Regions from separate parts of the Mus musculus genome. Here all the other regions are linked to region 7. Evidence: chromatin contacts called from public Hi-C, HiChIP or PLAC-seq and promoter capture Hi-C data. All regions are on one chromosome and are shown on one strand. The core of a region is the stretch at or near the end of the contact, and the rest is flanking DNA. Distances in the headings are between cores, read along the strand shown.

Evidence for each region. Promoter capture Hi-C pulls out the DNA fragments that hold promoters and counts their contacts. A called contact is a pair of places that touch in the nucleus more often than the background predicts. HiChIP or PLAC-seq counts read pairs in DNA pulled down with a chosen protein or histone mark.
Region 1: an H3K4me3 HiChIP or PLAC-seq map of stem cell-derived neural progenitor cells shows a contact between it and region 7, with 7 times the contacts expected there. The contact joins the promoter of Coprs here to the promoter of Cln8 in region 7. A contact is called at or near these places in 20 of 39 promoter capture datasets (the 3T3-L1 cell line, the HPC-7 cell line, cranial neural crest and 12 more), 2 of 15 datasets of contacts at CTCF or cohesin (large pre-B cells and pro-B cells), 2 of 484 Hi-C or Micro-C datasets (the C2C12 cell line and the HL-1 cell line), 26 of 115 datasets of contacts at active chromatin or transcription factors (the NIH/3T3 cell line, bone marrow-derived macrophages, cardiomyocytes and 16 more) and 3 of 9 other capture datasets (adipose tissue, embryonic stem cells and macrophages).
Region 2: an H3K27ac HiChIP or PLAC-seq map of embryonic stem cells shows a contact between it and region 7, with 10 times the contacts expected there. The contact joins the promoter of Tdrp here to the promoter of Cln8 in region 7. A contact is called at or near these places in 5 of 39 promoter capture datasets (the 3T3-L1 cell line, hippocampal neurons, liver and 2 more), 1 of 15 datasets of contacts at CTCF or cohesin (the NIH/3T3 cell line), 1 of 484 Hi-C or Micro-C datasets (embryonic stem cells), 20 of 115 datasets of contacts at active chromatin or transcription factors (VIP interneurons, astrocytes, bone marrow-derived macrophages and 11 more) and 1 of 9 other capture datasets (embryonic stem cells).
Region 3: a promoter capture Hi-C map of embryonic stem cells shows a contact between it and region 7, with 3 times the contacts expected there. The contact joins the enhancer-like site here to the promoter of Cln8 in region 7. A contact is called at or near these places in 2 of 39 promoter capture datasets (cranial neural crest and embryonic stem cells), 1 of 15 datasets of contacts at CTCF or cohesin (the NIH/3T3 cell line), 13 of 115 datasets of contacts at active chromatin or transcription factors (the NIH/3T3 cell line, astrocytes, bone marrow-derived macrophages and 5 more) and 3 of 9 other capture datasets (adipose tissue, embryonic stem cells and pancreatic islet).
Region 4: an H3K4me3 HiChIP or PLAC-seq map of embryonic stem cells shows a contact between it and region 7, with 3 times the contacts expected there. The contact joins the enhancer-like site here to the promoter of Cln8 in region 7. A contact is called at or near these places in 2 of 39 promoter capture datasets (cranial neural crest and stem cell-derived epiblast-like cells), 10 of 115 datasets of contacts at active chromatin or transcription factors (astrocytes, bone marrow-derived macrophages, embryonic forebrain and 2 more) and 2 of 9 other capture datasets (adipose tissue and embryonic stem cells).
Region 5: a contact with region 7 is called in a Hi-C map of cortical neurons, with 2.9 times the contacts expected there. The contact joins the enhancer-like site here to the promoter of Cln8 in region 7. A contact is called at or near these places in 4 of 39 promoter capture datasets (cranial neural crest, embryonic stem cells and hippocampal neurons), 1 of 15 datasets of contacts at CTCF or cohesin (large pre-B cells), 5 of 484 Hi-C or Micro-C datasets (the G1E-ER4 cell line, cortical neurons and palatal mesenchyme), 18 of 115 datasets of contacts at active chromatin or transcription factors (the NIH/3T3 cell line, astrocytes, bone marrow-derived macrophages and 9 more) and 2 of 9 other capture datasets (embryonic stem cells and pancreatic islet).
Region 6: an H3K27ac HiChIP or PLAC-seq map of embryonic stem cells shows a contact between it and region 7, with 8 times the contacts expected there. The contact joins the enhancer-like site here to the promoter of Cln8 in region 7. A contact is called at or near these places in 13 of 115 datasets of contacts at active chromatin or transcription factors (the NIH/3T3 cell line, embryonic basal ganglia, embryonic forebrain and 4 more) and 1 of 9 other capture datasets (embryonic stem cells).

What each region holds. Positions count from the first base shown.
Region 1 is chr8:13,888,841-13,892,142 of GRCm38.p6, reverse strand. It overlaps Coprs (coordinator of PRMT5, differentiation stimulator), which reads left to right and starts at 1,872. Exons shown (of 4, transcript NM_025556.3): 1 at 1,872-1,976. The coding sequence starts at 1,908.
Region 2 is chr8:13,973,200-13,976,208 of GRCm38.p6, reverse strand. Tdrp (testis development related protein) reads left to right here and starts at 1,432. Exons shown (of 3, transcript NM_173744.4): 1 at 1,432-1,668. The coding sequence starts at 1,567.
Region 3 is chr8:14,011,036-14,014,110 of GRCm38.p6, reverse strand. No RefSeq gene overlaps it. Among named protein-coding and RNA genes, the nearest start is that of Gm39134, 13 kb to the left of the region's middle. Within about 2 kb of position 1,355, at least 64 of the 459 cell types and tissues checked have an H3K27ac peak or open chromatin away from gene starts, as enhancers often do. A contact at or near this core is called in embryonic stem cells and trophoblast stem cells, where this site is marked.
Region 4 is chr8:13,992,254-13,995,493 of GRCm38.p6, reverse strand. The region is part of intron 1 of Gm5907 (predicted gene 5907); the gene reads right to left. Among named protein-coding and RNA genes, the nearest start is that of Gm5907, 7.8 kb to the right of the region's middle. Within about 2 kb of position 1,778, at least 64 of the 459 cell types and tissues checked have an H3K27ac peak or open chromatin away from gene starts, as enhancers often do. A contact at or near this core is called in embryonic stem cells, where this site is marked.
Region 5 is chr8:13,930,299-13,933,543 of GRCm38.p6, reverse strand. It overlaps Fbxo25 (F-box protein 25), which reads right to left. Exons shown (of 10, transcript NM_025785.3): 8 at 2,180-2,362. Among named protein-coding and RNA genes, the nearest start is that of Fbxo25, 24 kb to the right of the region's middle. Within about 2 kb of position 1,298, at least 15 of the 459 cell types and tissues checked have an H3K27ac peak or open chromatin away from gene starts, as enhancers often do. A contact at or near this core is called in cortical neurons, epiblast stem cells, forebrain and 1 more, where this site is marked.
Region 6 is chr8:14,037,019-14,040,488 of GRCm38.p6, reverse strand. The region is part of intron 3 of Erich1 (glutamate rich 1); the gene reads left to right. Among named protein-coding and RNA genes, the nearest start is that of Gm39134, 13 kb to the right of the region's middle. Within about 2 kb of position 1,873, at least 21 of the 459 cell types and tissues checked have an H3K27ac peak or open chromatin away from gene starts, as enhancers often do. A contact at or near this core is called in embryonic stem cells, where this site is marked.
Region 7 is chr8:14,886,549-14,889,970 of GRCm38.p6, reverse strand. It overlaps Cln8 (CLN8 transmembrane ER and ERGIC protein), which reads right to left and starts at 1,435. Exons shown (of 3, transcript NM_012000.3): 1 at 853-1,435.

The DNA of each region.
Region 1 (3,302 bases), core at 623-3,122, 1.0 Mb after region 7:
GAGTACTCAAACATTAAATAAATAAATAAATAAATAAGGCAAGAAGATCAGGAAGAGAAGTAAACACCATAATTCAGGGGTGGCTAATGTCACTAAATGTTGACTGAGACGGGAATAACCAACTGTCAGTCTCCACTTCTTGTATTGATTCGCAGATGTGTCCTCATTTAAACTGCTATGGAGGCGCTGGCCTGGGTGTCTGCTTACACAAGATGCAATAGGCTTTCTGTCCTTGTAGAAGAAGACATTTCATCCTTTTTAGTTTACAGGACAATTATCCATCTTTTTGTCTTTTTTTTTTTCAGTAAAATTATGTTGCTCAAAAAGGAGCAAGTACGTTGTATAAGCATGTCTTGTCTGGGAAGATGGATTTGTAGTTTCTAAGTCATGGCAGTGCGTGCTATTTTTAAAGCTTGTTATCATTCGGTGCAGATTTCTCTTTCAGTCAGAGTGTGGTGGCTCACACGTGTAATCTCTGCACTTGGAAAGCTGAAACAGACAGGAAGATCTCGATTTCTAATTGAACTTGGGCTGTCTAGCAAGACTCCTGTTCAAAACAAAATTGGAAGGTAAGTAAACATTTCTGATTCCTTTCCCCAAGCTGCTGTGGGAATAGCAATCATGCAGTGGGAAGCAAGTATCTCCTGAGAACAGGTTAGTCAAACGCGCGCTTGTGTGTGTGCGTGTGTGAAATCTATTTGTGTGTGTGTGTGTGAACGTGTGTGAATGTGTATGGGTGAATGTGTGTGTATATGTGTGAGAAATGTATGTGTGAATGTGTGTGTGAGAAATATATGTGTGAACGTGTGTGAATGTGCGCGCGCGAATGTGTTGTGTGTGAACGCTCATTTGTATGTGTATATGTGTGACAAATGTGTGTATCTGTGAATGTGTATGTGTGAATGTGTGAATGTGTATGTGTGCATGTGTGTGTGTGTGTGTGTGTGTGTGTGTGTGTGTGTGTATGTGAATGTACCTAAATACAATCTGCTCAGTCTATACAATGTTACTTGCATGTGTAGGGCTTCCAGGGCAGACCATTGGGTACTGAATAACCAACCACTGAATACTGGATAACCAACCACTGGGTACTGGATAACCAACGGTACTCTTCCTTGGGGAAGGCTATCTCTCCCACTCTCAGCAATCCTTAGTTGCCTATAGTTCTGTGTGTAGGGTTGAGGCTTTGTGAGCCAATTAGCATGTCTACTGGTATCATCTTTGTCCAGCTCCTGTTCCAGTAGTCATGTGGGCAAAACTTTTTAGCTGTAGCCTCTGACACTCCTAAGAGAAACGGAAAACGGAGAATTATTCAACAAAGTCACATTACTGACTTGGAGCACTGGCTTTTGACTCTAAGTTCCTAACACCACCTTGTTTTTGTGGTGGCACGTTGTTTTGCTCCTTTATCCTGGTTCCTTGCAGATTGACTTTAAAGACGATCATTAAATCAAAGCAGCATGTCTCCAGGCTGCTGGGTTATCATTTCAGATCATTTCAGGTTGCTGAAGTCCCTCATTAAGGGATGCTGTAGTGCGGGTGCAGCCTGCAATCTGGAAAACCCTGTGATTGGGTAGAGAGAAAAGTGATGGAGCCCATCGGCTGTGACTGTGTGACACCCGGGTGGGCTCTATGTGTCATTTCACAATGCAGTAGGAAAGCCCCGTGTGGCTGGGATGGCTCAGTGCCCAATCAGGCCTAAGGCTCGAAACCAGCACTAGAGGTCAGAAAGAGCTGTAGAGCCTGCGGTCCCGCACAACAACGCAGGTGGGCGTGCCGTCCGGCGCTGCCCCTGCGCCGCCCCGCCCCCTCGGTCGCCGCGCCGCCCCACGCCGATTGGCTTGTCCGCAGCCCGTCGGCCGTCACGTGCCGGAGCGTCCCAGGCGCCTGGCTGTGGGCGGCCGGGCATGGACCCTCAGGCAGCCACCGGTCGGGGCCCGGGCGAGCGGAGTTCGCAGGAGGCCCCCAGCGCGGAGGTGAGCGCGACGGGGTGGGGGACGCGGGCATCCGCGACCACCCAGGCGGGAAACCGCGGGGTTCACGCGCTGCCGGGAGGCCGCTCACCCGGGAAACGCCGGGGCCGCGCGAGTGCACGCAGAGAGCCTGGCCGGTAACGGCAGTGGGCGCGGGAACGCGCGCGGACCCGAGCCCTAGGCTGTGGCTGGCGCTGAAGGGAGAGGGACACTGGGGCTGCTGGGGAGCATCTGCGGGAGTGAATGCAGGGAACGCGGAGCTGGCTTCCCGGAGCCGGCTGCCCTGAGCCCGCTCCAGCCGCAGGGGGCTGGGTCAGGTGGGAGCTGCGAGGAAACGGATTTTTTTTTTCTCACCTTGAGGACCTCTGGCCATTGGTGGGGATGTGTAGCTGACCTTGGACGCCAGATGTCACCCGTGCTTTTTCCCATTTGATGAAACGAATGGTCCCCTTGTGACACGGGTTTTCAGAAACTTGTTTTTAAGTGCGCGCCATACAGCCTTTCCCCATGACCTGCCCGTATTGCATCCACCTACTGCGAGCTTCTTGACTGTAGACATCCTGTTTCCCAGAAGCCGCACCTATGCCTGGTGTATCCTAATTGGATGAATGAATAGAACGCTTACCAGAGCCTCAGTGATGGTACTTGAAGCTGCTATTCAAGTACCAATAGATTTGCAAAGAAAATCACTTTTGCAAAATAGGAGAGTGATGTTGTTAGGGCGGATCTGGAAAGGATGTTCTTGGGTGAGAGGGTAGGCCCAGCAAAGGTCTGGATATGAGAAAGGGCAAGGCAAATGGCCTTGGAGCTTGGGTCGGAGAGCAGGCTTCTTACAGAAAGGAACGTGAGAGTCAATATGAATGGCATTGCTGGTCTGTGATGGCAGTGGAGGGCTCGCGAAGCTTTTAAGTGGAAGGGTGAGCAGGAGTAGGGAGATAGGCGTGAGGTTCAAGTAAGAGGTCCAGCACCATAGGGGGCAGCAGTGGTCTGTGGTTATCACGGACTACAGGAGATAGAGTCATTAAAGCTCAGGGGTGACTAGATAATGAACGGTAATTAGGGTGAGTGCTAAGTACAGTTTATTTACATGCAGGATGAAGGCTGGAAAGACAGCCATGGTGGTCTTACAGAGTTTGGCTTGGCTCTTAGCACCCACAACAGATGTCTCAGCCCTCTGCAACTCCCTCTCCAGGGGATCCTCCTGGTATATTCACACACACACAAATATACACAAATAAAATAAATATTGCAATTTAAGTCAAAGAAGTGTTACTTCTTGCAGTCTAACAGGTGGTTTTGTTATTATTGTTGGCTTTATTGTAATATTTT
Region 2 (3,009 bases), core at 183-2,682, 910 kb after region 7:
CTCTTACAAACTCTGACAATATCATGCCTCAGAGATGATGGAATCAGTGACCCGCATCGCGTCCCCGGGACCTGAGAGATGTCCTTTACAGAGCCACCATCTCTACTTACCCGTCTCCCTTCCTAACAACTGAGGTCTTCCACACAAAGTCTTTAGTGCCATTTCAAAGCGGTCTAGAATTTAGCATGTGGGGTAACAGGCCTGGCCTTCTGAGTCATCTGGGAATTTCAGTTTAGTTTAACTTACTATGAGCATCCGATCCTGGCAGGATGCAGCCTTAGAGGAGGCCTGTGCTGCACCTGTAAACCACGGTGTTGTGAAGCCTTTGCTTGCTGTATTCGCAAGTACCCTGCGGCTACCTGTTCATAACTCCCAGACAGGCCAGGCGGGTCTGAGCTGGCTGGAGAAGGTTCTCACTGTGTTTACATCCTTAAACGTTCTTATGCACTTGAAGAACATGAACAAGGCATTTCGGAGTTTACCTACAGCACTTCTCACAAAAGCATACAATTGTGGACAGTTTTATTTACCTGTTATGTGTGTACAGTGTTGGACAGAGTGAGTATTTGGGAAGGCCAGAAGTCAAGTTGCTGTCTTTACCACTTTCCACTTTATTTTCAAAGATAAGACGTCTTAGGCCAGAGCTCACTGATTGGCCACACTGAGTGCACACTGTCTTCTGCCCACCCCCTTATGTCACCATGCCCACATGCCCAGATTTTTTTTTTTTTTTTTTTGGTGGCTGGAGATCTGAACTCAGGCTGCATTAGTCTGAGTGTCACCCTGAGACTACAAAGGGAAGTCGAGGCCCCAGGTCCAACTGGCACTGCCAACCCACCTACCTAGTCTCTTCTGGGCCCTGGGAACCTTCCCTGGACTCTGGTTGATTCTGTGTCCATCACTCTATCGATGCAGGCCTCACAGCAGCGCAAAGTGACCGTAGTCTATGCAGGAACCCTTCTCTTTCCCTAACACCCTCCTCCCTTGCAGGTGCCCCCCTCTCCGGTGGTCCATATCCACTAATGGACCTTTTAGGATCAGCATAGACCACTAACCCTCAGCCTGCGGTCACCGAAGCCCCGCCCTCGGCCCCCGTAGCACCAACTGGGCGAGCATGCGTAAAGCGCGGCCCCACCTCGGCGTTGCCTTGGTGATCCAGGATGGACCACGCCCATCGGGCTGGGTGAGTGAAGGGCCGGGAGTTGAGGGGCGGCCGGTGTGAAATGTCACGTGGTTTTGGTGCGTCAGTGTTCTTGGCCCCTTGGTAAAGCACTCGGCCCGCTGATTCCCTGGGGGGCCTACTTAGGGAGGTTGGAGCGGTCCTGGAGAAGTAGGGGACCCGCGGGCTGAGTGTCAGGGTGGGGGAGGACCAGGGAGGCAGGGGACCTGAGGAACCTGAAGGCTGGAGGAGGGTCTGGGGGCGGGCCTGGGGGCGGGCCGGGGACGGCCGCCCGCAGCTGACCGCCCCTCCCCGCCCAGTCCTCCGCACTGTCCCAGCGCCGCGGCGGGCCGGGTGTCCTCCTTCAGTCCCGGAGCCAAGCTGCGCGGAGCGGTCGAGCACCGGAGATGTGGAAGCTGAGCCGAAGTCGAGTGCTTCTGGACGAGCCCCCCGAGGAAGAGGATGTGCTGCGAGGGGCACCGCCAGCATCAGCAGCCGCCCCGGCGTCGGTGAGGGCACGCGTAGGGGCGCAGGTGCGGGCCGCGGGGTGCTCTGGAGGCCGAGCGCAGGTGCATGGGGTCGCGTGCCGGGTGCGGACTTGGCAGGGACCCGACGCTTCTCGGGGCTGCGAGGTGACTGCCCCGGAGGACCCCTCTGATGAGTGGCCGGGTCCTACAGGTCGTGGGCCCCAGAGCCAGCATGTGTGGGGTACCGCGGGGACGCGTACCCCGGGCACTTTCCGCACTGGCCGGCGGCGCTGCCCTTCGCTCTGCTGCCACAAGGGCTTTGGGGTTCGGCTTGAGACACCGGGGACGCGGGGTGACCGCTTCCAGGCCAGGTATTTCTATTCCGGAGTTGGAGAAACAGAGAAGTCCTGAATCATGGTGCCGGGGACGGCGGTTCGCTCAGACTTAAAAGCTTGGTGTTTTTGTTTTTGTTTTTTCCTTTCCCTTTTCTTTTGGTGACTATAGCGAATATAAAGTGTGCTGGATATTTATTTGCACAACACGTATTTCCTTTTTTTAAGCCTTTGATCCCGTCTCGCCCCCTCTCCCGGAAGAAGAGATCAGAGACCTTTATACAGAAAAAGCTTTGGCCCGACAAGTATAGAGATACGCTTGGAATGTGTAGAATTTTTTAATTAACAGGATCCCAGGTGGATCTGTGTGAGGCTTCCCCACCCACCTTCTCGGGACACTTTTCATTCCCTTTCATGTGCTAGGAAATTTAGGTCACAAAGTACGCCAATTTTTAAGCATAAAGTTATTTATTTATTTTTTTAAGCATAGTGTGAAAACTGTGGCTGTTGCAAATCTTTCTTTTGAAACTTGGAAGTAGTCCCGAGATTGCTTCTTCCCTAGTTGGAGCAAAAGAACGTCTGTTAGGAATGAAGTTTCATTGTAAGACATTTCTCGGGAATTTGATAAAGCTCGCTGCCAGCACGCAGACATTCCAGCTGATGAGTGTAAGCTTTTAGGTATGGTTTGTATCTGAATTTACATTTGAGAAGTCACCTTTTTGTGTCCCTAGAACTTACCTAGCTTTCATTTTTCCAGCCTTCAAGGTTTTGTAGCTAGACGGCAACTCTTAGAAGGCAGTAATGAGCATTTGTCTGTGGTCTCTAGATATTTTTTAAATCATCTTCTAGCCAGCAATATGTGTTTAAGTTTGCTTCACCTGTCTTTTCATGGTTCGATAGTAAGTTTCTTTTTGGCACTGATTACCTTCAGAATATCATGTCACCTCCTTCCAAGCTTGGATAGCTGATGCTGAAGTTCCTGTAAATAGGCAGGGTGGGCCTTCTGTAGAATTTCAGATCATTTAAGTAAGACAATGTGACTGCTGGGCTG
Region 3 (3,075 bases), core at 106-2,605, 880 kb after region 7:
GCACTATGATTGGCTATAATTGGAGTAATCTTTGGAAGAAGGTTTTGTCCATGGGGAATGATTGGAGAATCCTACGGGCACCAGCTATTAACCTTCACCACGCTAATGACGGCCTTCCAGAGTTACAACTGTGATTCTTTCCCCTTTTGGCTTCCTAAGTCGTGCTGTTAAGGGACTCTTGGGAATTCCCTTCATTTTTATTCTTGTTTGAAAATGATGCCCTGACAGTGCAGCTTATACTTAGCCACAAAGGGGCACTCATCCAGGCGGTGAGCTTCATTTCAGGATGTGAGTCATATTCACTGAGGCCACAAACCAAGGCAGGCCCAAAGCAAACTGAGGCCTTGCTCTCCCTTCGCAATCTGATTGAAGAAAATTTGAAAAATAAGCATAGTTGGGTCGGGCGTGGTGGCGCACGCCTTTAATCCCACACTTGGGAGGCAGAGGCAGTCGGATTTCTGAGTTCGAGGCCAGCCTGGTCTACAACGTGAGTTCCAGGACAGCCAGGGCTACACAGAGAAACCCTGTCTCAAAAAAAAAAAAAGAAAGAAAGAAAGAAAGAAAAAGAAAAAGAAAGAAAGAAAAATAAGCATAGTTGGTTAGATTGCCCATCATTTTACAGTCATGGAACTGTACGCTAGAATGGAGTAAACCCTTTCCCTAGCTCCCCATTGCCGGGCGAAGTGAGGAGGTATATGTCTTTGAAATGGAGTCTGCTTCCAGTCTAGGGATCTGTGGGGTTTTTTTCTCTGAAGGCAGAGTCCAGTCAAACCCCAAGCCAGGCTGAGGCAGTGAACTGGAGTGATTTGCTAAGTTTCAAATGTTCCACCGCTCATTCTCCCTAGAGGAACTTTTAAAGTTTTTGTTGAAGCAAAACTGAGTTTTAAGAAAATGTGAATTATCTCAAGCTTTTATTGGATTAGGTCAGAATGATCAGGACAACTCTGTCCCGCACTCCAGCCACTGTCACGTATTAAGTGGGAAAAAATCCAGTTCTGTCTCTATGTACTGAGCCTCTCCAGTGTGAACAGTGTCTGTCTGTCTGTCTGTGTTGCATCAGCGTATCTTAGGACTTGAGTGGCTGATCATATGTATGTCTGGGTCCTAAGGGTAGGAAGGCTAAGTCCGGTATCAAGCAATACGGCATCATGCCATTTGTGACTAGCGCCTTACCCTATCCTAACTATGCACAAAGCAAAAGAGGAGGATGCAAGAACTCTGGACCAAAGTGCGGCTTTGAAGAGCCAAGAACAGGGGAGGGAGGTGAACTCAGGGCCCCTGTATAAGCAGCACACGGGGGTGTGGACACCTCTTAACCACAGGCCTCTGTATGAGAAGATAGCGGGTCCCTGTCTGAGCAGGATCTTGCTGACGTCACTTCCTGGCTTTGGCGTGTCTGGTCCCCACCTACACCCCAAGGTATGCCCCGCTCTGAAGGAAGTGAGCTAGGTCCAGAGCACGATGTCCTGACTGGAGAAGGAGCCTCTGGAAGCACGTTAGCTTCCCCAATGCCTATGTGAGTGCCAGGCTAGAGCAGAGACCTGAGCTGCGCATGGGATCGGTGCTGAGGCTGAAGGGGCCACAGCCAGCCAGTTAGAGCTTGCCAGCCAGTACCACAGAAAATAATCAAAAAGAGAAAGCTTTTTGAAACTCAGGGGCTTGTTTTGAGGTTTACTTTGCTCTTTGTTCGTTTCTTTGTTGAGACAGAGTCTTACTATGTAGTTCTGGCTGGCGCAGAACTTTCTTTGCACACCAGGCTGCTCCTGATCCCAGAGCTCCGCCTGCCTCTGCATCTACGGTGATGGGGTTTAAGAAAGGTGAATGCAAACACGCCCAGAAATTTTTGGTTGTTTTGTTGCTGGTTTTGTTTTGTTGAGACGTGGTGTGCGTGTGTGTGTGTGTGTGTGTGTGTGTGTAACCCTGGTTGTCTTACTACTTATTTTGCAAACCAGGCTGGCCACAAACTCATCGAGATCCACCTGCCTCTGCTTCCTTCTTACCCCCTTCACCTCCACCTCAAGTGCTGGGATTAAAGGCATGCACCACCACCGCCCAGCCAAGTTTTGGTTCTTGCAGCTCAGATATTCATCTGCAGTGGCCTCCACTCTCCTTAAGCAGGAGATAACTGTTGCCAGGGTCATATCTAGCCAGTGCAACAACTACCCACTATCTGTGTGCCAACAGCTCACTGTGAGAGAACAGCCTAAGAAAATGTAGCAAGACATCAGCTCATTGTATCAAATGGTTGCTTTGTCCACCAGCTTCTCTCCAGGTCCAACCCCTCCAGCCTATTGGTTGGAATTCCAAAGCCTGTCAGGAATGCAGATTCTCAGCCTGTTGCTGAATTACTGCCTTCAGCAATAAGATGCACCCTGGGTGTTACAGAATGCCCGAATGTCAACAGCCACCTAGTCTGTGTGGTGAGGGACTCCCCGACTCCTCACGTCCCTGGACTAAATTTGAATCCTGGATACTGCCACATATTTAACAATGGCAGAAAGTGCCACTCACTCCCCAAGTTCTCTTTGACTTCCTGGAATACAACATAACCAGATACTCCAGTTCCCTTGCAGTCCATCGTGGCCACATGATCCAGTCATAACAAGGGGTGAAAGAACAGTGCCCATCAAGACTCATATGCTCTGCCCTTCGGTTTAACTTAACTGTAGTGAGGGCAGCCACAGACGCTCCAAGGTGAATGACTGTAGAACAGGATCCCTTCCTCCAACCGCTCTGTAGTGTCAGGACATCCTCTGAAATTGCAGCTAAGATGTTTGACAGCCCAGGCAGCCCTAAGGACCTAAGAAATTACTATTTGGAAAATGATGAGTCACTGAGGAAATCCTGAATTGCAGGGAATGGACAGCTTTGGGCAGCTGAATCAGAAAAGACTGACAGCTCAAGAACAGCAGAAAAAGCCAGCTATGCCTAGAACCGGCTCACTGGGACGGCCCAAAGAGGCCCCCAGAGCCAGGGCTCTGGAGAGATTTGGTGAGGCCTCATGAAGACTGTTTTCATGGTAACATATGACTCAACAAAATCGGAGAAGCACCTCTGCAGGCTTCCAGGAGTGAC
Region 4 (3,240 bases), core at 529-3,028, 890 kb after region 7:
CCTTCGCCATCTGTTGGATGCCAGTGAGTACTGGTTACTGGTACTTTGTTCCCTGTGGCTGCATGGATTCCTGAGTGGTTCTAAACACTTCTACCAGCCAGGGCTTCCATCTCCCTAGCATGAGGCTCTCAGATAGAAGAGTCTTCACCCAGTTGCACAGGACTCTTAAGGAGCTGTCAAATGCCAAGTGTGTGCTGTAGCAGTTGAAGGACTGCCTGCCTAACAGGTAACTCCCCCAGACCTCCCTGGGAAGCCCCTGCTCTGACTTGCTATCTCATTCCATATATGTATACATATATATATATACACACACATATACATAACACACATATACACATATACACACATATGTATATATACATATACATACACACATATAATATATATAACATATAATATATATTTCATACATACACACATATAATGTTATATGTGTGTGTATGGTATAATATATATTATATCCCGTAGCATCAATATATGACATTCTGTAATACAACTTCTAATACATGCACAGCACTGCATTTCTTATTTGGGATTTACACACTTGTTCTGGTAGCAGGCCACACTTAAGGCCAGAAGGCACAGAGCAGCTTATGTGTGATGTTCGCTTGTCCCAACAGAGTCCTTCTCAGATCTGTATTTATATTAAAAACAAAATCACATATAATAAATAAGTCTAAGATCACCTTTCAGCCGGGCAAATAGAAAACAAACAAGTAACATAGCCATCTGCTAGACTCATCTAAATTTGTGAATCTGACAAGATTTGCGCTGTTTTATCCAAACTCACTTTGAGACACTTGATCTCCCCATACAAGGCGACTTTCCTTTGTGTCCCTGATCTCAAGATACCTAAATATTATTTTAAAAATTTAAACGATAATTTTAGCCTGATACAGTGACACGTACCTGCTGAGGAATCCATCTGCAGCTCAGAGACATCTCCAGTCCAAAAGTCTGTTAATTTTCAAATGCAGTTCAAATACCATAGGAGTCTGACCTCAGGTATGTGTTTAAATACTGGAAAAAATACATTCAAATGTTCCTCAAGGCTACTTCTGAGAATGGATTGTTTTGTGTTTCCGTCTGTATATCTTACTGAATTTTCTTATTTTTGTGCAATAAGAATATGATTCTTCAGTCATTAAAAAGAAATTTATCAGGTAGGGGAGACATTGTGATCGTAAAATGCCCTACCACCACCACCACCACCACCACCACCACCACTACCACCACCACCACCACCGCCACCACCACCGCCACCACCACCACCACCACCACCACCACCACCACTACCACCACCACCACCACCACCACTACCACCACCACCGCCGCCGCCACCACCACCGCCACCACCACCACCACCACCACCATCACCACCACCACCACCACCACCACCACCACCACCACCACCCAGGCTCCCATTACAGAGAGCACGCAATCCCAAAGACTCTCCCAACTGTGTGAAACTTGATTGCCTGCTTTGTGTGTCAAGGGACTGTATTCATGCCTTTCCCTGTTTGGAAAAAAAAAAAAAAAGTAGTTAATTTTGTTCTCTCTAAATAAAGAACATGGTCTCTCAAGTATAACTGTACTGTGGGGGGGGGGGGGCAGGGGATTATATACCAGTAACTGCTCTTGGTTAACAATAATAGTTTTTTAATTGTTAGTGACTAGAACACCCAAGGACGGCATTTCCACTATTACGTAGACCACTGGTTCACATCCTCCTAGGAACAACACTGAGAAGCGAGCAGATGTTAGGCAAACTCATGTGTGTTTTTTGCTGTGTTAAAGCAGATGTGGGGGGAGTTGAGAAACCTCAGTGTAGTTGTTTGAACTATACTGGAGAAAAAGACCCACGTGAAACCAGGGATTAGCATAAGGGGGTCTTAGAGGCCTTGGAGGGTGTGTCAAGGGGAGGGGCCCGCTGCTCTGTCCGAAACAGTAGCCCGTGCATTGTCTTGTTTTCTAGGAGCAGAACTCAGAGGTTAAATGTTTTTTCTATTGCTACTGTTTACAGTTGTTTGGGGTCAGCAGAATGGCTATTCAAGGCTGTCTTGTTTTTTGCTTTGGGTTTTTTCTGTCCTTTCCTTTCCCTAAAAGGGTCCATCTCCTTCAGAGCCACAACACACACACACACACACACACACACACACACACACACACACACACACACTGTACACTGAAGATGCCATTCTGGGCTTTCAAAAACTGTAATTTTTGTGGCCGTGGGGCTCTGGCTAGAGGCGGGTTGAACTCGGTGACCTTTGGCAGGAGGCACAGACTTTTACGTGGACCGGGTGAGATCCAAGAGGACTGCGCTGGGTCTCAGGGCTCGGAGCTGCGGTAGGTCTCTGTGATGCTGCTGGGGCCTCGGGACTGGTCTAGGCAGCTCTGCCAAACCACTCACTCTCTGACCTATAGTAAAGTACATTCCCCCCGCGAGGGAGCCACGGAGAAAATAAAGAGGTTGAACTGGGTTGGTGGTTTTCACCATGACATTTTGGCCAGGGAGCCCTGTGTTTAAATGAACTTAATTGTACAGAAAACCAGCCAGGCACAGAGCAACGTTAGGCCACTGTACTTCAGGTAGAGGCATGAGCCCTAAAGTCTGGCACCCTACTGCCACAAAGCAGTTTGAGCCCTTATTTTTCATGTGACATCTAGATCTCCAAGCTGCGGTACAGTGCGGGGGGGCTGGGGGTGGGTGGGTGGAGGACGACTTCCTCCTGAGGTGGCAAGGCTGTGCATCTGGCCAGCCACACAAAGCCATAGGAAGTTACACTCTTCCACTTTAGACACTGAACAAAAGAGTCAGAATGGTAATAGAAAGTAAATATGGGCTCTAGGTGGAAAGCAAATCACTTCCTCCTGCCAGTTTCGGTTCTTAAGCCAGTCTATGAATTCATTTTAACGTGAAAGTAATAGGAGAAAAGCATTTCGGTGTCCACACATGCGCAGTGGCTCACAGGAGCGTAAATGCTATGGGGCTCTACAGAGAGGGTGTGGGCAGTCAGGGGCAGCTGTGCCACAAGGCAGATTCCTCCGCTGATCAAAGCTTGTGAGTACCACTCTCTTCCTGGCCGGAGCCATTTGTTGGCAACATTCCTTTTATGTATGTGCACAAAGGGAAAGTGTGTACTTTATTCAAGGCAATAGAGGTGAAAAGTAGAATTTGCTCAACACTAATTGGTTCTCAATTCCTTTTAAATCAAAATCATCAATATGGCAAAGAAG
Region 5 (3,245 bases), core at 49-2,548, 960 kb after region 7:
ACCCTGCCCTGGCTGTAAGCTACTGCTGATCCTGAGAAACCAGGAGCCTGCTGCTGTTAGTCACTCTTGAAGAACTGGTAACATCTCACAGTTCAGTTTTGTGATTCAATCAAGAAAATATGCATCAAAAGACGCTCTCACAGGTGCTAACGGATGATTCTACTCTAAGTTCTTATAGAAGGTGAACACTGTTGTAAACAGACCTTTAACCTTTACAGTCTTTCATCAAGGAACTTCCAGGACTCACAAACCAACAGTCAGCCGATTTCCTGAAGGACGTGTGACGTCTGGATATATAACGCCTGCCAGGGGTTCTGGTGGCCCAGGCCGAGCCCTGGCCTTGCCCTATGGTATCCTTGGAGGTAGGTCCCAGAGCAATGTGTGATGCACAGGGCCCATCCTAGACAGACATTTATTCATCACTCTATCCATGGCTCTAAATATTTCCTCCAAAAGATCAACCACTCTCTCCTGCATTTCTGATGCCAGCTCAAATCTAATCTCAAAAAGGAGGGGGCGGAAACACAGTTGCCGCTGAGAAAGAGATAAGAAGAGAGTAGGAAGAGTCAGGATGGCTAAGGATGCAGGGAGCAATGGACGTCCACTCCCACTCAGATGGAGTAGCTATGCCTCTTGCTAGGTGGGCTAGCCTGCCTACCGAGCCATTCTCAGGCCCAGCCTCTGCACAGCCCAGTCCCATGGACCCAGTTCCATGCTCACCCATCTGCAGCATCCTGGCTGCACTGCTCCATGCCTGAGAACCCAGAGCTTCCTGCGCTCTCACAGGCTCACTCTGGGTCTGGGCATCTCCTTGGGGCTCTGCTTAGGACTTTCCTAGGGTCCTGGCTGGGCACGTACATCACCCCTGACTACCGCCTTTGATGTCCACACCAGTGTTTCTCTCAAGCAAGATCCTGAGAGCCATATAAAAGGTGCCCTGTGTTCCAGGTGCTTTGCTGGACTTTTTAAGCTGGGTGGAATCTCAGCTGTGGCTAAGACCCCTGATTCCTTCTTCTGATGGGACCTGCTTTCTGCTCTGCCCACATCTGCCGTGAACCAGGCACACTCTGGCCCCCACGTCACAATGCTCCAGCATCCCAGGTATGTCCACATCCGTAAGACAGACAATGCATCACTCGCTGCTTCCTATCCTTGAATGAAACAGGCACTGCTTGATGCAGTGAGCCAGGATGCCCACATGCTGCAGAAACGCAAAGGTGGGGATTTCACTCTGGAGCAGGAGCATCAACTAGCAAGACACAGGACCTCAAGATGGTGCCACCAAGTGGGAAGCACGGGAACTGCAAGGACGACAGGCTGACAGGAGGGGGCAGAGCCAGAGTGGGACTCATCAGGGAAAGAGACCACTGTGACCTTTCCCAGGAGACAGGACACAACTCAGCTAGTTAAGTAATTTGGTACTAGGACATTTTTAGAATCATGATTCCTTTTCAATATGAAACATGAGCCTTGTAATTGATACAATTCAGAAGCAACTTTGGTATCCTCTAGCTGCTATCAAGTGCTCCCCACCTTCATTCGAGGGCAAAGGATGGTGGCCAGCTGGCCTGACTCAGGGACTGACCTGCACACTTTAGTTAGATCTTGGTTTCTTTAAAAACCACAGGAATATCGTGGGACTATGGTTTTGTTTTAACCCAGGTGTGGGATACGGGGCTGCTTCAGACTATCCACAGCAGCTGACTGTGACTTGCCTCGTACTCTAGCCGGGCTATGACTTTACCAGCTGTAGATAGTTTCTGCAACCGTGTAAGGTCTGGAATTCTAGGGGTTTTTCAGAGGGTATAAATGCTAGGGCCCCAAGAAGCCTTGGGGGTGGAGGGATTGGGTTGGGTTGTTGGTTGAACAATGGTGGGTGGGTGGTTGTTATTGGGTTACCATTTGTTAAACAGTTGTGAGCAAAAAAGAAACAAGGAGAAATCAGATATCATCCTGATGGTGAAGATCACACTGCCCCACAGAACCGACACTCCTATTCATCAGGAAGTCGTCTAACAATAATGTCACTCCCTTTCCAACCAGACCGATGGCATTCACAGTCTCTCTCCATTTCGCTCTATCCTTCCTTCCTCCTTATCTAGTGTTAGAGGGCTGGAAGGTGGAGAAGGAAGGAAGAAAGAAGAACCCACAAGCAGCAAGGCCAGCTGCCCGCACTCACCTGCTGCTCAGCAAAGTGGTACTGACACAGTCGCTTCCACAGCCGCCTGTCTTCACTGAGCATGTACAGGGTTGGTGTTACCTGGCCCAGGGTGACAATGTCCCAGCCATCTGAGAAACGGTACAGGATGTTGTTCAGCATGTGCAGGGGCAGGTCACTGAGTGTGAGGCCAGTGTTTACCTGCTGAAAGGAAGCACAGCGGTGTCACGTGGAGAAAACACAGGGGCTTCCTGCAACAAAACACAATGGCCATGCTGTAGAGACAGCTTCAGCAAGACTACAGCGAAGAGGCCATGTGCTCTGACGGTCACTTCAGTCTTCTTCACTGCTCTGCAGGGTGGTCTCATGGGGGCTACCACATAGCATCGTCTCATGGGGCTGGCACATAGCGATTTCCCTGTGCTCAGGAAGTTATCCTTGGACATGCCTGCCCCTGCTCTATTTTAACTAGAAAAATACCTAGAAAACGGTGGATCTGAAATGTGGAACTGCTGATGACATCGACCCTGCTTCATGGCAGCAAGTGAAGTGAACATGGGCTGCGCTGCGGTTCACCCAGGGACAGGCCTGGTGTCTGTGCGGCCTCCCAGCTCTATCTGTATCTACTGTTAAATCTCAGCTTCCTCCTCACTGACACTGAGCGTGTTTATGACGTACAATATGGTTAACACAAAGCAAACAAGCTTCTGTAGCACAGAGAGGGAGAAAGACGCCCAACACGGAGGGTGAGGACAGCTGCCAGCTGTTGGTCTGATAGGTTAATGTACAGATGCTAGGGAAGTGCAGGACTCAGGGAAGGGTGGATTAGCTGGATGACACACCTCCAGAGGATATGCAGACAGCCAGCATCACTAATCTAATCATGAGAGATGCAAATGACAAATGCAGTGCTGAGCTGGTGCAGGGGAAGTCTCAGGACTGTTGGCAGATGGGTGTGAATAAGCAAAGAGAAGAGCTGTGGGGAGGCTCCTGAGACAACAGAAACAGAACGGCCATGTGACCCGCAATGCTGTATGCATCCATCCAAGGGAACTGAAGTCACGTGCTTAGAGTAGCAGGATTCATG
Region 6 (3,470 bases), core at 624-3,123, 850 kb after region 7:
CTGTGAACGGATGACCAGAGACAGGTCTGAAGGGCTCTAAGCTAATCCATAGATTAATCCCTTGATGGGTTCATCATATGATGGTATTATTGGAAGGTGGAGAAAGACAAGAGACGGGGCCTTGCTGTAGGGGGGTTGAGGGGCATGTCATACTTAGGATAACTGTCTCACCCTGATATTTTCCTTTACGCACTTTCTGACAAGAAGTGAAGAATAGCCTCTGCACATGCTCCCACAACCAAGATGCTCGGTAAGAGCCCCTACCTCTCCTCTGAATTGGTTGTGGTGGTGATGGTGGTGGTGCTGATAGTATTACAGGGACACAGGCGTAAGCAATGCACTTGGCTTCCCACATGCTTTTAAAACAGATACTGTCTTAGACTGTATGGTGAAAGTTATTTCTTAATTGATGATGCAATTGTCTTTCTAATGCCTGCCTTTTGTCTTTGCTTAAAACTCTAGCTAACATCCCAGAATACACTTCTTCCGGTTGTGCACATAACCCTGCCCCAGGTAGCTGCCTCTGGCCACATATGGATCTTGTACTTGATCAGGAAAGGGAAGATCTACAAGTTGGTCCTCCTGGGACACAAGCCACCCTTGAAGCACACACGCACTTACTTGCAGCCAGTGACAGCCACGAGGACACTTCCCTGTTGCACAAGGGTGGCACTGTTCCGAAATTTCAGGGCTAGTGGGAGGCCACGCTGGAGAGAAGTGCTTTGATCACAGTGTGATAGAATCAGTGACTTGATTGGCTCACTGGGGCTGTTGGAGTAAAGTGGCGGGGGTGGGGGGGGGGGGTGTCAAGGGAGAGTTCCTGATGAGACCTAAGGCTTGTAGGCATAAGGCTGAGGTCTGTGGACCAGAGTTCATCAGCTCAGCTGGGCCCATGAATTTGCCAACGCCTACAGGAGCGGCCATGCTTTGCCCACTCATGCCTGGTGAGCAGAGAGATGGGGAATGCAGATGAACCTACGCACACTAGAACCCAGGAGCAGGGGCTTTCAGTCCAGTGTGCCATACAGACGTCAGCCATGAGCATCGCACGGGTTTCCTCTGTGGCCACTACCTGTGACCTGTTGTTTAGAAGCAGGAGCCTGAGCTCTCTTTCCCGTGTGCAGAGAGCGCATCCCTCTTAGTTCTTCAATAGAAACCTGACTGCCCCAGGAATCAGACCTGCACCATAGTTTTCCTCAGACTCCCTGAGCAAAGTGGTCCTGCCAGAAGTCATAATAAAATATTTAGGGTATACAGAATTATGAAAACAGAACCTGTTTTGCATAACTATTTACAGCAGGCAGACATACACATATATGAGAAATTTAAAGTATGAGAAAATTACATCAGAAACTAAGTTGACATTGAAGTGTGTTATAATCCTTCAACATCTTATTTCTGTAATAGTTATTATCTTGGGTTTATCTGACAACATGATCAGCTTCCTCTGATGAGATTTTGGGAAAGCCATAGGTTGCAAGTGTGATTGATGTCATAATATTAAAGAAAAAAAAGTCATTCACAACGCTTGGTTTTGGCAGGCTTGTGTTTAGGGCCATCCTGACGGTACAGGGACATGCCTCCGGAGCCCAGGTACAGTGTGGGCAAGTTAGGCTTTAGAGTTGGGACTGGGGGCAGAGGGAGAATTTGGGCGTGTGTCACTAAGAAAACATCAGGGATGAGAAGGATTCCTGCCAAACGAACCTGACGGGATTCTTGCTGAGGGAAGGCAAGTGAGCAGACCTCACCTTGGAGTTGTACAAAGGTTGATCAGATATGCAAGGTGAGGAGCATGAGGTGGGTGTTACGGCCAGCTCAGCCTATCAGAGACCTGGCTTGGGGAGCATGAGGTGGGTGTTACGGCCAGCTCAGCCTATCAGAGACCTGGCTTGGGGGAGCATGAGGTGGGTGTTACAGCCAGCTCAGCCTATCAGAGGCCTGGCTTGGGCTGGATTTTAGATAACCGTTCACAGGTGGGCCCTGAAGGAGGCCTGCAGAGCAACTGTAGTTTGGCCAAGCACAGAAGCTTTGCCAAAGGGCTTTTTCACCATGTGGAAGTCTTAAAAGGTTGCCCAGAAGGGCTGAAGCGATGGCTCAGCATTTAAGATCACTCTCTGTTCTTCCAGAGGTCTTGAGTTCAATTCCCAGCAACCACATGGTGGCTCACAGCCATCTGTAATGGGATCTGATGCCCTCTTCTGCTGTGTCTGAGGGCAGATACTGTGTGTGTGTGTGTATGTGTGTAATGTATAATGTACATTACAAAAAAAAAAGCCGGGCGTGGTGGTACATGCCTTTATTCCCAGCAGAGGCAGGCGGATCTCTGAGTCTGAGGCCAGCCTGGTCTACAAAGTGAGTTCCAGGACAGCCAGGCTATACAGAGAAACCCTGTCTTCAAAAACCAAAAAAAAAAAAGAAAAAAAAAAAAAGAAAAAAAAAAAAAAGGTTGCCCAGGAAAAGGGCATCATGATGAAAAGTATGTTCTAAGAAACAAGCTTGTCCATGTAGATGGAAAATTGGTGCCTTTAGGATGGAACAGCTGCTTCTATGACACTGACTGCAGTCACACACACCTTTGCCATCATGCTTACATTTTCTTCCTTAAGGTATTTTTCCCAGATCCTAAGGAATTGTTTCTCCTTTAGCTAACATATGAAAATTAGGCATACACATCTTATTTTCCCATTTGCCAAATATATGTGTAAGCCACACGACTGGTAGGCATGTGTTTTAAATACAACAAGAGCTACATTGTTTTCCTGTATGAATCTATATGTCATGTATTTATACACTACATTGTGCTCTACAACCCTGGGAAATGCTAGGACCCAGGGGTGCATAGCCACAGCATATGTAAAAGGTGGAATCACATCTCTGGGCTCCACAGAGGGCTCCCCGACTTCTTCAGCTTCCCTAGGCACACATTAGTGCAGAAGCCAAGGTGCAGTGTGTTACTCCTAAAGTCTCCCTCCATCAAGTCCTCCCATGCCTTGTAAGGACCCTGACCTTGATCCTGACCTCGATCCTGCCGACTGGGAAAGCCCCTTGATCCCCATCCTAGAACTTTGCATGGGGTCATGGGTTGGTTTGTTGTTGTTTTGGTTTTTTATTTTTTCCGTGTTGGGAATTGGTCTAGGATCTCCTACCGCGCGCACGCATGTCCTGACTTGGGGTCCTTGTAGGTACGTAGCGGTAGCTCACTGTTTCTCACTGGTGAGCTACACCCTTCACATTCATCTTTACCCTTACCTGTTAGTAAAGAGCTTGTCTTCACAGCTTTGGATTCCCTTATACACAGCAGTGTGATTCTCACACAATCTCTGTTTGCCCTTTTTTCTGCCTGGAGCCAACCCACGAGCAAATGGCACAGTTTCATTATTTCCATCTAAGCCAAAGAGGTTTTGAACACGTTAGCATGGTGTATGGCAGTAGCAGAGGTATTACAGCTTATTATCCTGTATTCGCTTTCC
Region 7 (3,422 bases), core at 186-2,685:
TAAGAGAAACACTACTGGGACTTATTTACCTATCCACTAACTATCCTAGCCGGATTCTCCAGATTCTCACTATCCGAAGAGATTCGGTCCTGAATAGCACAGGGAGAGCTTTCAAGGTCTAGGAGCTTTGTTTCCATAACAACTAGCACCTAGAGGCTAGGGCGGGTCTACCAGAGCTTGGGTGGGTGTAGTGGAATCTCATATTTTCAGAATATCTGAGGTTTCCTTAATCATAGCCTTTCCCACTCTTCCTAGAGAAAAGTTTAAATAAAAAAATACAAAACACGGGAACAAGTCCAGTGTATAGCTACAGATTTCATACATAAACACGGTCAGAAAACAAATATCGATACCGACATGAATTCAAACAGTACTTAGGAGCAGCCACCTACTCTGTCATTCCGACGACTCTGAAAGCCTTCTAAAAGGGCTTAGGCACCCTTTTCTAAGGCAGCAGCACCCTAGCCCCAGGACCTCCCACGGTGTGCTGAGAGCTAGGGGTCCTTCCTATTCCCGCTCCCCTTCACTAAGTGCTGACACCACCCAGTCCTACCTCGCGGAGATCTGACCAACATCGCCTTTCACCCTCTGGTCCCATGATGATCCACACTCAAGTTCCTCATCCCCTAGCACTGTACAGACCTAGCCCAGCGACCGTGGTCCATCACTTTGCTGCCCCAAGTTCTCTTGCGACCCAGGTCGACCTATCCAGTCGGACCCAGTCTGAATCGTCCACCCGCGCCCACGGTGGCCCAGGACCTATACACCAAATGGAATGCTTCCTCCTCGGGTGGCCAAGCAAAGACTGCGCTGCTGCAGGCAGGTGTATACAGGGTGCCCTTCACGTCTCACCTGCATTCAGGTGAGCAGAAGGGGGGCGCCGCCTCTTGGTCCATCAGCTGCTTAGACTCGCTGTCCCAGGAGCTCCTGAGCCGTAGACACACCTCGTGACCGGAGCCAGATAGAATACCGGTCGCTGAGTGGCACTGGAGACTAGGGCCCCACGCCCATCTGTGTCCCCGCCTCAGCTGGGCACCCCGCTTTCAGGCCATCCCGCCCCTAGCACCGGAGAAATCACCCACGACAGTGTCGCGCGCTGAGCAAACACTATCCACTGCGCACGCGCACTGCTGAAGCCCTAAGCCTCGCCTCCCTAGGACGCTACCAAGGTAGACTCGGGGGGCACGAGTTGGGGTAGGATCATCCCATCCAGCGCCATGGGGGTGCCTGGAGCAGGCTACACAGTTCGCAGCGCGCTATGCTAGATTTGACTATCGTAGCTCAAGTTGGTGCTGGGACCTTAAGAGTGGTACGGAGGGATCAGTGGAGGAATTCCTCAACCCCCACCCCAACTGACCTTCCACGATCCTCTGTGTGGACCGTCCCCCAAGACCCTCCTACGTACACCCCTTCACTCCCTGTCCCTTCCCTCTTTCCTAAGTCCCTAAGGCCTCTGACGTCAGAGCGCAGAGGTGAAACGCAAGCGCACGCGTCTCCTGGTTGGTGCTGCCAGAGCTCCAGGCGACTGCATGGAGTCGAAAAACTTGCTCAGGCCGACAAAATGGACCGCACTGTGTCCCTTGCTACAGCAGCATTGTCTTCCAGGCGGTGGTAACCAGCTCCTGTCTGCACAAGTACAGTTCGGGCTTACGGTCCCTTAGGAAAAGGTGGCTGTGAGGCGTGTGCAGAGCTACCCTGTGCTCCTGCTAAGAGCCGAAGCTAATTCAGAGCCAGCATTATGAGAAGAGCAAAGACCTCCCGACCCATTCCATGTACCTACTAACCAAGCGGGGCTGGTAGGGTAGCGGTGAGAGGTGCGGAATCAGTCCCCTCTCTCTGAGCAGATAATCAGCACTTAGTACCCTCATCTACCTAGCATAGCAGGAAAACCAACCTGGCTCGGGATTCACGTCTGGCCTCAGCACTCCTTGTGCAATGTCTGCTAGTCAGGTGCTTGCAATTGCCTGGCCCTTATCTAGACAGGGCAATTGCCCACCCTACCCTGGATTGCAGACAGGTGGCCACATAACAGAGTCCTCCCTAGAGCCCTTTATCATACCATATCTTGATAATTAACAAGATAGCTGGTTTAAAAGACTAGAAGGAATAGCGTCCTGTACATACCCACCCTCCTGGTTCTGATATTGTCTCTGAACACCCAGGAATTGCAACATAGTTAACCAGGCCACCTGCAGAAATACCTTTGAGAAACATCACACAAGATGGATAGAATGGCTAATGAGCTGTGACTTCAGCCCTGTGCCCCTGTGACTTGTGATAAGGGTCCCTTTACAGCAAAGATTTTACACCGACGTTCAAGTTCTGTTATTTTCCTGAGGTTTCATCAATATTTGGTGCACCCCAGAGTCCATGGTTGGCACCTTAGTTTTTCCACTTGGCTGGTATGAGCAATAACATAGTTTCAAGACCACCCTAAGCTGCTTGAAACCCTGTGTCAAAATAACAAGAGAGATCTGGGTGTGTAAACAGCGTTTAGTAATACTGACCTTTGGCCAGGTGGAGATAGGAAGGTCAGGGGTTAAAGGTCATCTTCAGGGAAGGAGTTGATTTTAAGGTCAGCCTGGGTTAGACTGTTTACAAACACACCTTTCCTATCTGACCGCAGTTCCTGCATCATCACCTGCAAGTTTGCACCCCAGGCACTGTTTCCATCTGGCCAGCCTGGCTGGATGTCTCCTCTAAGCCCTCCTTAAGCCTCTCTTGTGTCAGGTTCCCACACCACACAGCTCACTCATCCATCCAGATGTTACAGTTGCCTGTCCCAGGCACTATGACCTCGACTGTTAGTCTCAGGCAGTTGCCCTCTGTTACTGTGTCATAGGCCGTTTGGAGAAGGCAAACTGGAATGACTTTAATGGAGGTGGGGGGGGGGGTTAATTTAACCCTCATTTCCTGGTAGCAAAATGTACTCATTGCGATATTTCATTGTTTCTTCAAGAAGACATCTCTTTCTACCATGCGAGTCCTGGGTATTAATGTTCAGTGTGGCATGCCCAGAAATACACACAAATAAAATAATAAACAGATTATTTTTTTCTTACAAGGCATTAGCAGGTAGACAATAAGAATTCTCTTGCCAGGTATTTGAAAGAGAGAAGGAGTGGGGGTGGGGTGGTATATGTGAGAGGAAGGGAGGGGAGAAATGATGTAATTATATTATCTCAAGAAAAAAAAGAAGGCATTTCTCCTATCTAATTCTTGCTTTTGGACTCAAATGTGGTGGAGTTCTCAAAGGGGTGTGTCTCTGGGTGAGATAGGGAGAGAGATTCCTAAACTTCAGTGCACGGAGTCATTTCCCAGAGATCAGTAGTATTCATGGGACCAGGAGGCACAGGCTCTTATATCTATCTAACTCATATGGTATGTTAACAGCAAGCTCCTCTTCTTCTCTTCTGTCCACT